3 separate regions of the Mus musculus genome follow, and regions 1 and 3 are each linked to region 2. The links are chromatin contacts, called in public promoter capture Hi-C maps. All regions are on one chromosome and are shown on one strand. The core of a region is the stretch at or near the end of the contact, and the rest is flanking DNA. Distances in the headings are between cores, read along the strand shown. Region 1 holds the start of Ireb2 (iron responsive element binding protein 2). Region 2 holds the start of Scaper (S phase cyclin A-associated protein in the ER). Region 3 holds the start of Idh3a (isocitrate dehydrogenase 3 (NAD+) alpha).

Region 1 (4,704 bases), core at 1,297-3,796, 1.1 Mb after region 2:
ACAGGACTAAAGAAAATCTCTCTCCAAACTGTAGAAGGCTGGCCATGAATTTTTTTCATAAAAGCTTACACCAGCAACCATTCTTCCAAACAGGTTTTCTATTCTTTGGTCTTGTTAGAAAAATTGCTCAACTGTCAACTAAATCAAAAGCTGTGCTTAGTGGGACCTTCTTCCCACTGCAGCACTGAGACAGAAATGACAGTTCAAGGCCACCCTGGGCCACTTAGGAGACCATGTCTCAAAACAAAAGACAACTGAAAATCAAAGTTAAGACTCCATCCATCCAATGGCCAGGTTAAGCACGTTCATTTTTCTGAGAATGCGATGAAAGGTTTGACCCCGATGAGGAATGTGAAAACGTTTACCAAAGTGTCAGAGAATCAAGCCTAGCAGTGAAGAACAATTTGAACCAGTGGGCTCAGTTGATGATTCTATTTAAAGATGATAAATATTTTTAAAGAATAATCAGAGGCTCTAAGCAGTAGCGGTCCCTGCCTTTGATCTTAGCACTTGGAAGGCAATAACAGATAGATCTTTGAGTATGAGACCAGCCTGGTCTACAGAGTGGATGACAGGACAGTCACATTCTACAGAGAAACCCTGTCCTGAAAAAAACAAAAACAAAACAATAACCAGAGGCACTGACCATTGAAAAAGTTAACACACACATTCAGTCACTATAGATTATGATGTTCTCTTTTAAAAATAAGATTAGCTTCTGGGGGGAGGGGAGGAGAGGCAGCATCTAATTAACTAAAAGTTTAAAGAAGAAATCGAGGTATGGTTTCTATTGTTCTCAACCAAAAGTCCCAAAGGAAGTTTTATAAAATGTCTTCTGCTCACCTTGACCAATGCACTGTAACTACTAGAAACTAAGCCCACGAAAAACGTAAAGCAACATTACCATACTTGGTGCCGCCAAGTTTAGGTACATTGAAGAACTTCTTCTGTGAATTGCCATTTAATGTTTCAATAAGGTACTCAAAGGTGTATCCTGGAGAAGAAAAAGAACAAATGCCTTTCATTAAATACATTCCATCAAATACATTAAGTACATTAACTACAGTTACCAAGAACCTTATTCAAAGAGAAAACACCCAAACTTTTGCTCAGCAGAACTCTGTGTGTGATGGAAAGCTGATGGGAATATTGCACATTTGCATTACCCTGCGGGGCAGCTACGAGGGCCACCTTGAACCATGGAGGCAGTGATGGAGGTGCTGACTGTCCCATACCACAGACACAAGACTCGTCTCCACGGGACTGCAAGGGGACAATTCTAAACCTCGACTCTTGTCAAACAGAAACTAGTGAGACAGACAGCTTTCTACCTTGCCTGTTGACACAGGGTGTTGTCACTGTATCCCAGAGTGGACTTAACCTCACTGGGCAACCCAGGAGAGCCTGCAAGTAGAGGCAATAATCGCCCATTCTGTCTCCTGAATGCTGGGATTACAGCATTACCCACCCAATGGCTTTTCAATCTTAGAAATGTTAAATGTCTGCAAAGAGACCATAAGAATGGTTTAAATGATGTACAAGCATTCAGAAATCGTGCCCTGAACATGCTTAAGTACAGAGATAATGCTTTGACAAAACCATTGTTAGAGGTTCAAAAGGCAATTAAAAATCCAACAACAGAACACTAAAGATGATTTTTAAAGTGACCATCAAAATATCTAGGTAAACTGGCACATTAGATTCTACTAAGAGATATACCCTTAATGGTTATGCACTAATTGAATATGCCCCCACTCTCAGTGTTGTGAGAAAGGGTGAGGTAGATAAAAATTCATTATGCGGCCTCATTACTTGGATGGGTGAGACCCTTAAACATTGCTCTAAGATCTTCTTCCAAAACCAGAAAAGACAAGCACAGTCCATTCAGAAAGAACAGTGTTTTTCTTTTGTGGAGGGAGGTGGATGGGGGAGGAGACTGCAACAAATGATCTGGGAACCGGCTAACGTTCAGCCTCGACAGCCCCTCCACTTCCAGGAGCAAAGAAAGGGAGATCCCAGGATGCTGGGTAGAAGGATCAGCCAGCAGAGTGAAAGCCAAACAAGGGAGCCAGGTCTTCCGACACTCAATGCTCACAAAAGGGGGGCGGGCAGAGAAAGACGTGGGCTTGTCCCTGCCCCAGCAGTTCCTCCTGGGGGCCTGGAGGCTGCAGCCAACAAGCAGCGGGCCCCGGCCAGGGGCGGAATTAGCGCTCCGCTGAAGAGCGGGACGCGCGGGCGGGGACGCCCGGCCTTCGCGGCCTCCGCCCCGAGGGGAGAGAACGACCAAGCCCTGAGGGCCCGACCGCCCCCCCGGGTGACCGTAAGCAGAGCACAGCGAGGGCCACGGATGTACAGCAGCGCACGCCACCAGCCGCCAACGCTAAGGCGGCGGCCGGGAACTGACCTGCACTTGGGGAGTCCATCGCCGGAGACCATATTATCCCTGCGGGGAGGGGGCCAGCGGGGGAAGGAGGGGGAGGCCAGGCCGGGAAGAGAGGGAGGAAGACGGGCGGACGGGCAGGGGAAAGGAGGAAGGAAGCAGTCTCGCGCAGGCACCGCGAGAGCCGCAGAGCTGGCCCGGGGTCCGCGCTCGCGGGATTTGCCGGCTAACTCTCGCGAGATCCTCGGACCGGCGAAACAAAGAAAGAGCGGGGCGGAGCCAGCGGGTAGGCGGGTCTCTGCGCAGCCTCTGTTGTTCTCCAGAGCTGGAGGTGGGGGGGCGGAACCCTGGGAGGTTAGTAACTTTGACAACGGGACGCCATAGGTTCCGTTACTTTCTTGTGGGCCCAAAAGTATACCGTGAGGTTTTGAGGTCCCGCGATGTCTGCAGGACTGTCTTGTAGGAAAGAGCCAGGATTGGGACTCAAGTTCTCCCTGCATGGTAAAGCCTTGTGTTAAGCCGTGATGTAATGAGGCGCCCACTCGTGCATTCTCAAGAGAACAAGGCCGGGTTAATGGGACACATAGGCAATCGACTAATTGAATGAATTAAAATGTCCATACTTTCCTATAACTTCAACCTTTCTCTTCCCAGGAGCAGTTAAACGTGATGGTGTCCTAAGTTTCTCTCTGGCCCCGCCAGGGAGAGTCCTTATGTCTTCCCTGTCTTGTCTTTTGGTTAGCGGACTCTTTGGAGTTGTCTGGTTTGCCCTTTTCTTCCCCACTCCTATCCCTTCTCAGACTGGTTTCCACTTCCAAAAATGCCTGTGATAAAGGTAGGCATAACTATTTGCTAATACCCCAGCTCTTGCTTTAACTGTTTGTTTAGTATGTTTGCTAAGACAAACTGTATTAGCTTCCATAATTCCAAAACTATTCTGTACTTCCTGGCCTCCAAGCCTGCTTCATCCCAGTCTCCTCTACCAGGGCCTTTCTCTGCCCAGCTATTAAGTGTACTGTCATTAACTCTATCTCGTGACATGAGCTTTGCACCAGATTTCATTTCCTCTGGCTCATTCATCTGTCTATTGGCTCCAGCTATCCGTTCATAAGCTGATGCTCTCTAGCCTACCTACAACTCAAACCCATCTCCTAAGCTTAGAGGAATATATCCTAACGCTTGTTACCACAGGCATCTCCTATGCAAAACCACCACCACAACCACTGCCACCCAAGCCAGTGACTGAGTCCTTATGTGTCTGTCACCTACACCAGCGAATGCCACCGCCTAAGCACATACCAGCACGCTATCCTTGGCTCCTCTCTTCCATTACTGTTTAGAAGTCCACTTGATCCACTGGCTTCCTGACCTTAACAACTGTGACAGTCTTCTCAGAAAGTCTCAAGGGCATGACTATTCTCGAAATCATCTCCATGAAACTGAAACAAACTAGGAAGGACACAGTAACCAAACTCACATACCAAGAAACTGAGTCTGGATTTGCGATGCATTCAGATGGAAGCAAGAGCTCACGTATAACTTCATTGTTCACGAGGCTGAACTGAATAGTTCTGCTTCTCTTGAAACAACACTCCTGTACACCGTTGGCTAACCCTTACTCACTCTTTCAAGACTTGGGCTTTTCTTTTTATGTTTTAAAGATTTATTTATATGTGTATCTCAATGTTAGTGTATGTCATGTGTGTGCAGGTGCCCAAGGAGGCCAGAAGAGGGTGTTGAATCATCCTAATTACCAACCTATCTCTCAAATCTCATGGTTTTCACTAGTTTGAGCTTTTGAAAATTCGTTTGTTGTGGTTCTGGGGGTTGAACTGAAGTCTTCTACAAGAGCACAAATGGCCTTAATTGCTAAGCAATCTCTCCATCCCCCCAGGACAGTCTCTCATACAACCACACTACAACAGTTAAATTCAAGAAATTTAGCACTAGCTGGGCGTGGTGGTACATGCCTTTAATCCCAGCACTCAGGAGGCAGAGGCAGGTGGATTTCTGAGTTTGAGGACAGCCTGGTTTACAAAGTGAGTTCCAGGACAGCCAGGGCTATACAGAAAAACCCTGTCTCAAAAAAAAAAAAAAAAAAAAAAGAAGAAGAAAGAAAGAAAGAAAGAAAGAAAGAAAGAAAGAAGGAAATTTAGCACTGGTACAGTACCATTAATATTTACACTTTATGCATTTGAAGAATCAGCCCTATTAATATTCTATAATCAAACATTGACATCATTTACAACCAAATTTTAAAATGTTGCCAATTGTTTCAATTGTTTACCTTGTTTTATTTATTTGTTTTGAGATGGTCTTGCTGT
Region 2 (4,736 bases), core at 1,574-4,073:
AGTAAGCTGTGTTCACCTATAGCCTCTGCTTGAATTCCTCCCTTAAATTCCCACTGTGATGGACTGTTGCCTGAAAATGTAAGCAGAATGAACCCGTTCCACCCCACGTTGCTTTTGGTCAGTGCTGATCAATCAGGCCTTGTGTCAGTGCCTTAGAAGACAGGGCTGATGCTGTGCCTGAGTTCTTGAACAAAGGTATTTATTCACGGAATCTCTCTCTGTGCTTTTAATAATCTTTTCTTTTCTCTTCCCTTTTATTAAACATAGATTCTTTTCTCATACAATATAACCTGAATACATTTTCCTTCCTTCTACTCCTCCCAGTTCCTCCCCACCTTGTCTTCCATCCAGATCCACTCCCTTTCTGCCTCTCATTAGAGAAGAAGAGGCTTCTAAGAGATAATAACAAAATATAACAAAAGAAAATATAGTAAGAAAACAAAAACCATCATATTGAACCTGGACAACCCAAGACAACAGAAAAATAAAAGTGCCTTCAAAGAGAAGGGACAAGTATCTGAGACCCACTTCTTCATACTTTCAGGAGTCCCATAAAAGCACTAAACTGAAAGTCATAGTATATATGCAGAGGATCTAGTAAAGACCTGTGTAGGCCTTATGCTTGCTGCTTCAGTCTCTGTGAATTCATATGAGCTTTGCTCAGTTGTTTTAGAGGGTCGTGTTCTCTTGGTGTTCTCTCTGTTTCCCCAACTCCTGTTTCCTCTTCCTTGGGTTTCCCTGGGCTCTGCATGTAGTGGTTTGATAGAAAGACATCTTGTTTAGAGCTGTGTTTCAAGTTCTCTCTCTCTCTCTCTCTCTCTCTCTCTCTCTCTCTCTCTGCGTGTGCATGCATGTGTGTGTGTGTACACTATATGGCTGTTAGTATCTATATTTGATCCCATCTGCTTCATGAGGAAGCCTCTCTGATGATGGCTGAATAAGGAAGGCACGGATATAATCATTGTTGCTGGATATTTGATCACACTGTGAACCCCAAGATTGTACTGGAGGAAAGCTGTTTCTAGGTGTGGTGTGGCTCAGTCCTAACCCACACCTTTAACCCAAGAGCTTTCTGTTTGTTGTAAACAGGATTAAATGAAGTCAACCATAGGTCAGGAGGTGGAGCAAGTAACCAGCTGACAGGGAGTGAACACAGGACAAAACTATAGAGAGCAAGAAGTCAGGAGGACTGATAGATGCACAGGAAGTAGAAGGGAGGGACATCAAGTTGAGGGGCATATTGGACAGCATGGAGAAGAATTGCCTTTTGGGATGTCAGCCTTAGAGCATTTAGCTGGGTGCTTTCTCTGCCTCTCTTAGCTAGCAAGCTTTCACCCCAGAATCCGGCTCATGAGTCTTTATTGGTAAAATCTAATGTTTGAGATTTTGTTAAAAGCAACAAATCACTATCTTTTCTATTTGGTTTTGGGGAGAGTTGTTGACTGGTTTGTTGGGATTGTCACACTGTATTCCATGGCCTTGGTTTCTGGTAATACTGCCACAGAGACAAAGCCTTCAATATTTGGGCCTTTGGGGAACATTAAAAATTCAAACTACTGCAGGTGGGGATTTGCAGTAAAGAAATCACTAGTGACTTTAGAAAAGAATCGGAAGAAACCAAACTGCAGTAAGTCCAGACCTGAAGAGGAACTGAAGTAGTGGAGATATCTTGCAAATTGCAAAGTACAAAGGGCAGGCTATGAGGGGGAATGAAAACATGTTGAAGTGAGGGCTGGTGGTTGGGAGATTTGAAGTGGAAAGAGATTGAAGTTGTTTAAATGCTCATGAGAATAAGAGAAGATAGTAAACCAGAGAAACAAGACCCTGACCGCCATTTATATTGCACTAATTCTTCCTATCTCCACTTACTTTATTACCAATAGTGCTTATCATATAACTTACAATTTTTATTATTTGTGTTTCCTCCGAGCTCAAGAACAAACATTTCCTCCCTCCAGGATTTCTTTTGGGGGAGGACCTATTTTGTTCATTTATGACTCTAAGCAAGCTAGTAGAGCTAATGTGGCAGGTCCTTCATAACTGTTTGTCAAACAACTGAACGAATGGGTTTTCTAAGAAACCAAGAGGCGGAAGGACCTAGAAGGAGCCTCTAATACAGCGTGCACCTGCTTCCATAACTCTTACCCTCTTAAGGGTGAGGCAGATGTCAGTGACCCGTTAGCTTCCCACCTGTTGTAAGAAGTGTGAGCCAAGTTAGAATCTCAGAGTCATCTGGACGAAAAGCTGCAGAAAATACTCCTTGATATTGTACTGTGACGGGCATAGATTGTTTTCCATTTAGTTCACAACTGTGGTTTAAATACCTACACATAATCATCTTGCACTTATTGTTGTCTTTGAAATAGCTTAAGCCTACCTTTTAGGTTTTTGTAGTTGGATCCTTCCAAGCCTGGCACCGACATTTGAAACAAGCCTTTAAGTGGAGACTAAGCTCCGCTTGGCTAAGTCCCAGGTGCTTTAGTGAAAGATTGTCACACACATTTCTTGAGGTCTTTAATCGGTGGGCTGTGGTGGTAAGACACGCCGGAAGAAAGCTGAATCCGAGAAAGGGGCCAGTGTGGACAAAGCTGAGGTAGACCGTCAGTCCAAGAAAGAGAACAGCACTGAAGAAAAAGACGTTCGTCGGTACAGAGGAAACTCTTACCTTTCTACTTGAGCGCGCAAGAAGTGAGCCTAGCTGCGCCTGCGCGAATGGCCCAGGACGGCCTAGGGGGAGTGGCTGGGCTTCGGCTGGCGTCACGTGGTGCGCCGTCCATCCGCCCCGCCCGGTCCTCCGCGGCCGCCCCGCCCCACCCCGCCCCTTTCCCGCCGGGACGCTGGGAGCCGCCCCAAAGTAAGCTAAGCCTCCCGGGTAAGTGTCCGCGAGGGGCGCGCGTCGCCTCGACCCGGACGGGCCCAGGAGGGGCGCGGGCAACCTGTGTTGTGGGGCTGAGGGGACAAGATGGCGGCGGAAACCCTTCCACCTCCTCCCTCACCTGGGCGTGTGACCGGGGGAGGGGAGCCGCGAGGTGGACTGAGGAGGCCGGGCCAGGGTGGGGAGGGTCGAGCTGGCCCCGGGGCAGTGAGGGTCGTGGGACTGGGACAGACCTCAGGCCGGGCCGGGGTTAGGGTCGGGGCAGAAGACTGTCTCTAGGGGGTAGCCGAGCCTACTGGAATGTCCCTACTGCACGAGTGAGGGGTCCTCAGAAGCTGCTGCTTGCCTGCATTTGGCAGTTAATCACTTTCAGCATCTTTCCCTCCAGGGCTTTACCACACTTTCCATGAACCTAGATTCAGGCATTAGCTATCTCAGGGAAGCATGGAGGTAAAAAAAAAAAAAAAAAAAAAAAAAATTTTTTTTCTTCCCATTTTACAAATGTTTACTTGAGGCCTCAGGTGCAAACCGAAGGCCTCTCTCACCTGAGAGCCTCCTACCTCAGCGTCCTTGCCTCTGTACTTTATTAGCACTCCCCTCTGCTCAGATTTGCAGTCCTGCACACAGAAGCAGGTTAGAGTCAGTAACTGACTCCAGAGAGTTTGGGGCTTGTTAGAAAGCAGCCAGAAAATTGCTCCCCAAGCAGCACCTGCTGCTGTCCCAAAGGCTCCCTCTAAGGAGGTCTCACTACCCCATGGGCTGCCTCCTGCTGCTGGTGGACTGTATTTCTCACGTGTGTCGCGTTATTGTCTGTGGAATAGCAATTTGCTACAATCATCTTCCTGAACAGAAAATAATTCCCGGCTGCAATTTACAGATTTATTTCATCCACATCACATGGGAGAAGAGTGAGATAGATGCTGTGGACGTTTATAAATGGGAAACTTGAGGCTCAAAGAGATGATTGCTTAGCCTGATCACTTGCTGGTAATGTGGCAGATTTCTGATTTAAGATAGAAAAATAAGCACAGCACTAACCCACCCTGTCCTATGTAGGTGCTTTGAATTGGTAAATTTTTTTTCCTGTTAAGCATGACTTTCTGCAAGATGCTTGCAGATTGATTTACAACAAATACACCAAAATGACTTGAGAATGTCCATTGACATCCAAATATCTTTAGTACAAGAGCCATTTTAAAATGTCATGTGGGAAATTATGTTGGTGGGAAAAAGTGTGATGTGGCTTTTTTCCTTTGGTTTCCATCATTTGGATACGATCCATGTCATAAAACTAGCAGAAATAATGTTTCTACAAGGAACTGCTTCTCGTTCGTCATAACCCTTAAGCAAATGCCCCATCCTTCCTCTTTCTTCATTCCCTTGAGCTGCATTTGTAAAATTCTCTCCTGTTAGTCTGTTTAGGCTGCTATAACAAAATTATCTTAAACTAGAAAATGTATAAAAATAGTGATTGGTTTCTCACAGTTCTGCTGGGGAAGTCTAAGATGAAGGTGGTAGCTGATTCTGTGTTTGGTGATAGATAACCTGCTTCCTGATTATAGATGATACCTTCTTTACCCTTACATGAGGAAGAATGGGGGTTTTCCTTTAACCTCTTTTAAAAGGGCATCGTCCCATTTATGAAGACCCTCACTCTTAATTACCTCCCAAAGTATTCACCTAACACTATCAATACTATACTTTGGAAAGCTAGGGTTTCAACATGAATTTTGAGGGGACATAAACATTGAGCACATAGCACTGTGATTAAATTCCTGATGTGTTATGTCAAAACCAGGGTTGCTATATAAATGTTTTATAAATAACTTCGGTGGCTAGGTTCCCAAGGTGTTACTGTTTT
Region 3 (4,238 bases), core at 1,081-3,580, 1.4 Mb after region 2:
GGTACAAGCCAGGCCATCCTCAATCCTGCCTGTAGCTGAGGGTTCCCATCCCAGCTTCCATGCCTGCAATGGCTGTCTTCTAACAGCTGGGATTTCCCACATTTTCATCTCTCCTCTATGTTCTTGGACTGAAATAATGCACTGACAAAGTCCATCCAGAGAGAAGTTCACATGACACACTGTCTTTCACCTTATACTATACTTGTGAATCATTTTACTCCTGTAATTCCCAAGGAGACGCGTTTTCAGGCAAGAGGACCTAGCCTTACCTTCCCGACCTTGATTTCAGGCCCTGGATCACCTTAACCCTGTGGCTCCTCGCTTCCTTTTTACCTTCATATTCCAACCCAAACCAAGAGATACTGTGTAGGAAGTAAGCCAGGCTCATCATTGTCTTTGGAGCCTTGAAAACCTCTAAAACCTTCACTTTCTCACTGGGAAAGCACCTATGATCTGCAAATGACCCTTTTTAAAAAAAAAAAGAAAAAGAAACAAATAAAACTTTAACGGACACTGGGTGTGGTGGCTCATAACTCTAATTCCAGAACTTGGAAGGTGGTGGAAGTAGGAAGATCAGGTCAGCCTTACCTATAGCGTCAGCTAGACTAGTGGAGACACTGTCTTCAAACAAAACAAAGCCCTGCCTGAAAGGAAGCCCAGTACTATAAAAATCCAAATACCATTTGGTACTTCAGCACGAGTTAACCTCGGGAGCCCCTTCTTAAGCCCTAATCCCTTGAGAGAGACTGAACCAAAGCCTGGGCCACTCTGCCAAAGGTCACACAGGCAATCAAGTCCCAGGGGAGCATCTTCTGACCCTATGGCCAATAAGTTCTGAACTCTTGTGGATTTCTTACAGGGCTAAAGGAAAAAGCAATTTTCCAGGACGCTCTTTACTACTTAGCCTTATTTAGTCCCCCAAGGCTGACTACACCTAGCAACATGAATCAGGTAGAGTGTGTAAGCCCAGACATTAAAGGACTGACTTGTTGCTACACCTTTAAAACCAAATGTGACCTAACAGCATCTCAAGCAAAAGTGGGTCTGAACATAGTGACAACGTAGATTCTAGTCACCAAACAAAAAAGCCTAGTTACTGATGTCCCAGAATCACTGTCTGCTTGATCACTGCCAAGACAGATACATCGATAGCTAGGAAAGCTTCAGGCTTTCATGTCCTTCTACATGGAATAGGTGCTTTCATGCAGAAATACCTGTGACACAAGCACATGTATCTTACAGGTGGGTTCGCAGATGTTAAATAGTTTGCAGAGGATACACAATTGGCCAATGGCTTTGTCAGGATTTAAAATTAAGAACCCCTAAATTGAATTATTAATAAACAATAGTGCATCTCCAAACCTCTCTTTAAAGGAGAAGGGCAATACAAATTTCATTTAAAAATCTGCATTGCTTATAGCAGACTTCTAGAGAGCCACCCACGACGGCATCAGATGACCTACGGCCTGGTCAGTACTATATCCATAATTAGCTAAGTGACCTTGGCCACCGGAGAGACAGAAAATCAAAATACCTCGGGTTTCTCTCAAAGATGACAATGACCTCCTGTATGACCTTGAGCAAATTTGTCTTCGAGGGCAGGTCAGCTCCACCAGGAAACGAAAAGACTGCATATGTAACCTGAAGCGCCTTCCAGCTCTAGTACCTGAACTATCAGGGAGAACTAGAGAGTCCCAGATCGCTGGGTCCCAACAACTGAAGGTGAAAGGACGATGATGCGATCTCCCTGAACGTTCAGAGTATAACTCCAAGGAGCACGATGCCCTGCGTCCTCTGAAGGAGGAATACCTACCAGGGCACCAGGCATCAGACTAGGAAGAGTTCCAAGAGAGAGAAAAATCTGGCTGGCCTAACGGCCCGGGATTCCCTCACCTCGAAAACCCTCTTGCGCCCAGCGTTTACCCGGTCAAAGGCTGAGGGATCAGGGAGGGGCGACCTGGGCATGCTGCCCGGAGACCCGCAGGTGACAGGGCCGCGGGGCCTAGGTGGCCTGTCTGTGACCCTCAAGGGCTCCGGGGGAGGCCTGTGCACCTATCCTGGAGGACACTGGTGGGGACACCCGGAGCAGTACTGGCCGCCTTGACCTTGACGCCGTCCCCGCCCGGCGCGGCTGTCCCGGCTCAGGGCTAGCCACGCACGGCGTGCCGGCCACATTCCCCGAAACACTGCCCGCGGGCCATGAGCCGCCTCCGCGCGCTCGCCTCCGCCATCCATCAGGCGGGATCACAGCCTACTCTCCCTGCTCGCCCTCGAGCTTGCTGCCCTGTAGCGCTCACCTTGGACACCCACGCGGACCCGGCCATCGCGTCCACTTCCCTCACCGCGGCGACAGCGGCAACACCAGGGCGCATGCGCATAGCCCTCTTCCCAAGCCCGCCCCTCACGGCCCCGCCCCGAGGCTCCGTGTGGCCCCGCCCCTAGCTCGGGTCTCTCGATCGCTCACCGCCCCGCTCCGGACCCCGCTGCACAGCTGCCGCTAGCTGACCAATCACCGCCTTCATCTTTTGATGACGCGCGGAGCGGGCCCAGCTGCGACCCGGAAGCCTCCTCCCCTTCCTCCCGCTTCATTCATTGAAAAGCTGTTTGGATGAGTTTTTTGTTTCCGACCTATTAGGGGACCAATCAGCCTTCTTTATTTGGGGGATTGTGCGCCCCTTAAAACTTTGCGGTCCCACTGGGACAAATATCTTGCTTATTTTCAAACATTGTTTTGTTTTGTTTCATTTCTTAAGACAGTATCATGGAGCTTCAAACTGATTATGTAGCTGAGGCTGGGTTTGAACCCCGGACTGCCAGGGGTTCCTCTTTTCTTGCCTCTATCTCCCAGGTACAGGGACTGTAGGCATGCACCACCTCGCCTAACTTGATTCTTACATTTTTTTTTAAATTTTCATTTTTTTGTTTTGTTTTTTGAGACAGGGTTCTTCTGCATAGCCTCAGCTACCCTGAAACTCACTCGCTAGACCAGGCTGGCCTCAAACCTACAGAGATCTGGCCTCTGCCTCCCGAGTTCTGGGATTAAAGGCGTGTTCCACCATCATCTGGCTAATTTTTATTTTTTTTTAATAGCTTTACTGAATAAAAAGCATTTATTAGTCTGCAGAGGACCCGGATTCAGTTCCCAGCACCCTCATGATGGCTCACAAATGTCTGTAACTCCAGATGTAGAGGATCCAGTACCTTCTTCAGGCCTCACAGGGCACCAGATACCAATATGGCACAGGCACCTACATGCAGACAAAACACTCATATACATAAAATAGACAAATCTTTTAAAAAGTACTTGATGTAAATGTACAATCTGAAGTTTTTAGCAAATGTAAGTGTTTTCATAAAATAAATTCAGAAAACACAGCTCTTGGGCTGGGGAGATGGCCCAGTGGGTTAGGTGCTTGTTTCAAAAGCATGAGGACCTGAATTCAATACCCAGTACCCATGTAAAGAGTCAGGAAAGAGTGAGCATCTATAACCCCAGCAATGAAAATCCAGAGCTAGGTGAATCCTGCTGCCATTGCCAGACAGCCTAGCTGATATGATGAGCCCCAGGTTGTTTAGTGAGTGGGAGACCTGTCTCAAAAGCTAAGGTAAGGATACCTACCATGAAGCCATGAAGCACTCAAGCACTCAAGCGCTCTCTCTCTCTCTCCCTCCCTCTCTCTCTCTCTCTCTCTCTCTCTCTCTCTCTCTCTCTCTCTCTCTCCCCCCCACACACACACACCACACTCACATTCTCCATTTACACACTATAACTCTTACTTCAAAAAGAGTAAGAGGGGGTTTAGTCTGACCAAATATAAGTAACTAAGGCCAGGAAACACAGGTTTAGATTACCCCAGTTTCTATGTTTCAACGTGGTAAACAAAAACAAAAACCATGTTGAGGACAAATCAGAGTTTGCAGACTGGCAGTGATGGCCCATGCCTTTAATCCTATCTCTCAGGAGGCAGAGGCAGTTGGATCTGAGTTAGAGACCAACCTGGCCTACAAAGCTAGTTTCAGGACAGCCAGGGCTACACAAAGAAACTTTGTTGCAGGATATTTGATCACACTGTGAACTCTAAGACTGTGTTGTTTACTTGGAAAACCATTTTCTAGTTGTGGTGTGGCTCAGCCTTAGCACACACCATTAATCCCTCAAGCTGGAATACAGAAATGACTTATTACTTCCTTTAATTCCAAATAATGAATGAAGATGAAGTTAGTTTGCAGAAGGAAAC

What was found. Promoter capture Hi-C pulls out the DNA fragments that hold promoters and counts their contacts.
Region 1: a contact with region 2 is called in a promoter capture Hi-C map of erythroid cells, with 20 times the contacts expected there. The contact joins the promoter of Ireb2 here to the promoter of Scaper in region 2. A contact is called at or near these places in 2 of 39 promoter capture datasets (erythroid cells and pre-B cells) and 1 of 9 other capture datasets (adipose tissue).
Region 3: a promoter capture Hi-C map of erythroid cells shows a contact between it and region 2, with 16 times the contacts expected there. The contact joins the promoter of Idh3a here to the promoter of Scaper in region 2. A contact is called at or near these places in 1 of 39 promoter capture datasets (erythroid cells) and 1 of 484 Hi-C or Micro-C datasets (CD4 T cells).

The regions. Positions count from the first base shown.
Region 1 is chr9:54,861,597-54,866,300 of GRCm38.p6, reverse strand. Ireb2 (iron responsive element binding protein 2) reads right to left here and starts at 2,546. Exons shown (of 22, transcript NM_022655.3): 1 at 2,405-2,546; 2 at 905-994. The coding sequence starts at 2,423.
Region 2 is chr9:55,936,206-55,940,941 of GRCm38.p6, reverse strand. Scaper (S phase cyclin A-associated protein in the ER) reads left to right here and starts at 2,823. Exons shown (of 33, transcript NM_001357652.1): 1 at 2,823-2,872.
Region 3 is chr9:54,584,603-54,588,840 of GRCm38.p6, reverse strand. Idh3a (isocitrate dehydrogenase 3 (NAD+) alpha) reads right to left here and starts at 2,330. Exons shown (of 11, transcript NM_029573.2): 1 at 2,298-2,330. The coding sequence starts at 2,324.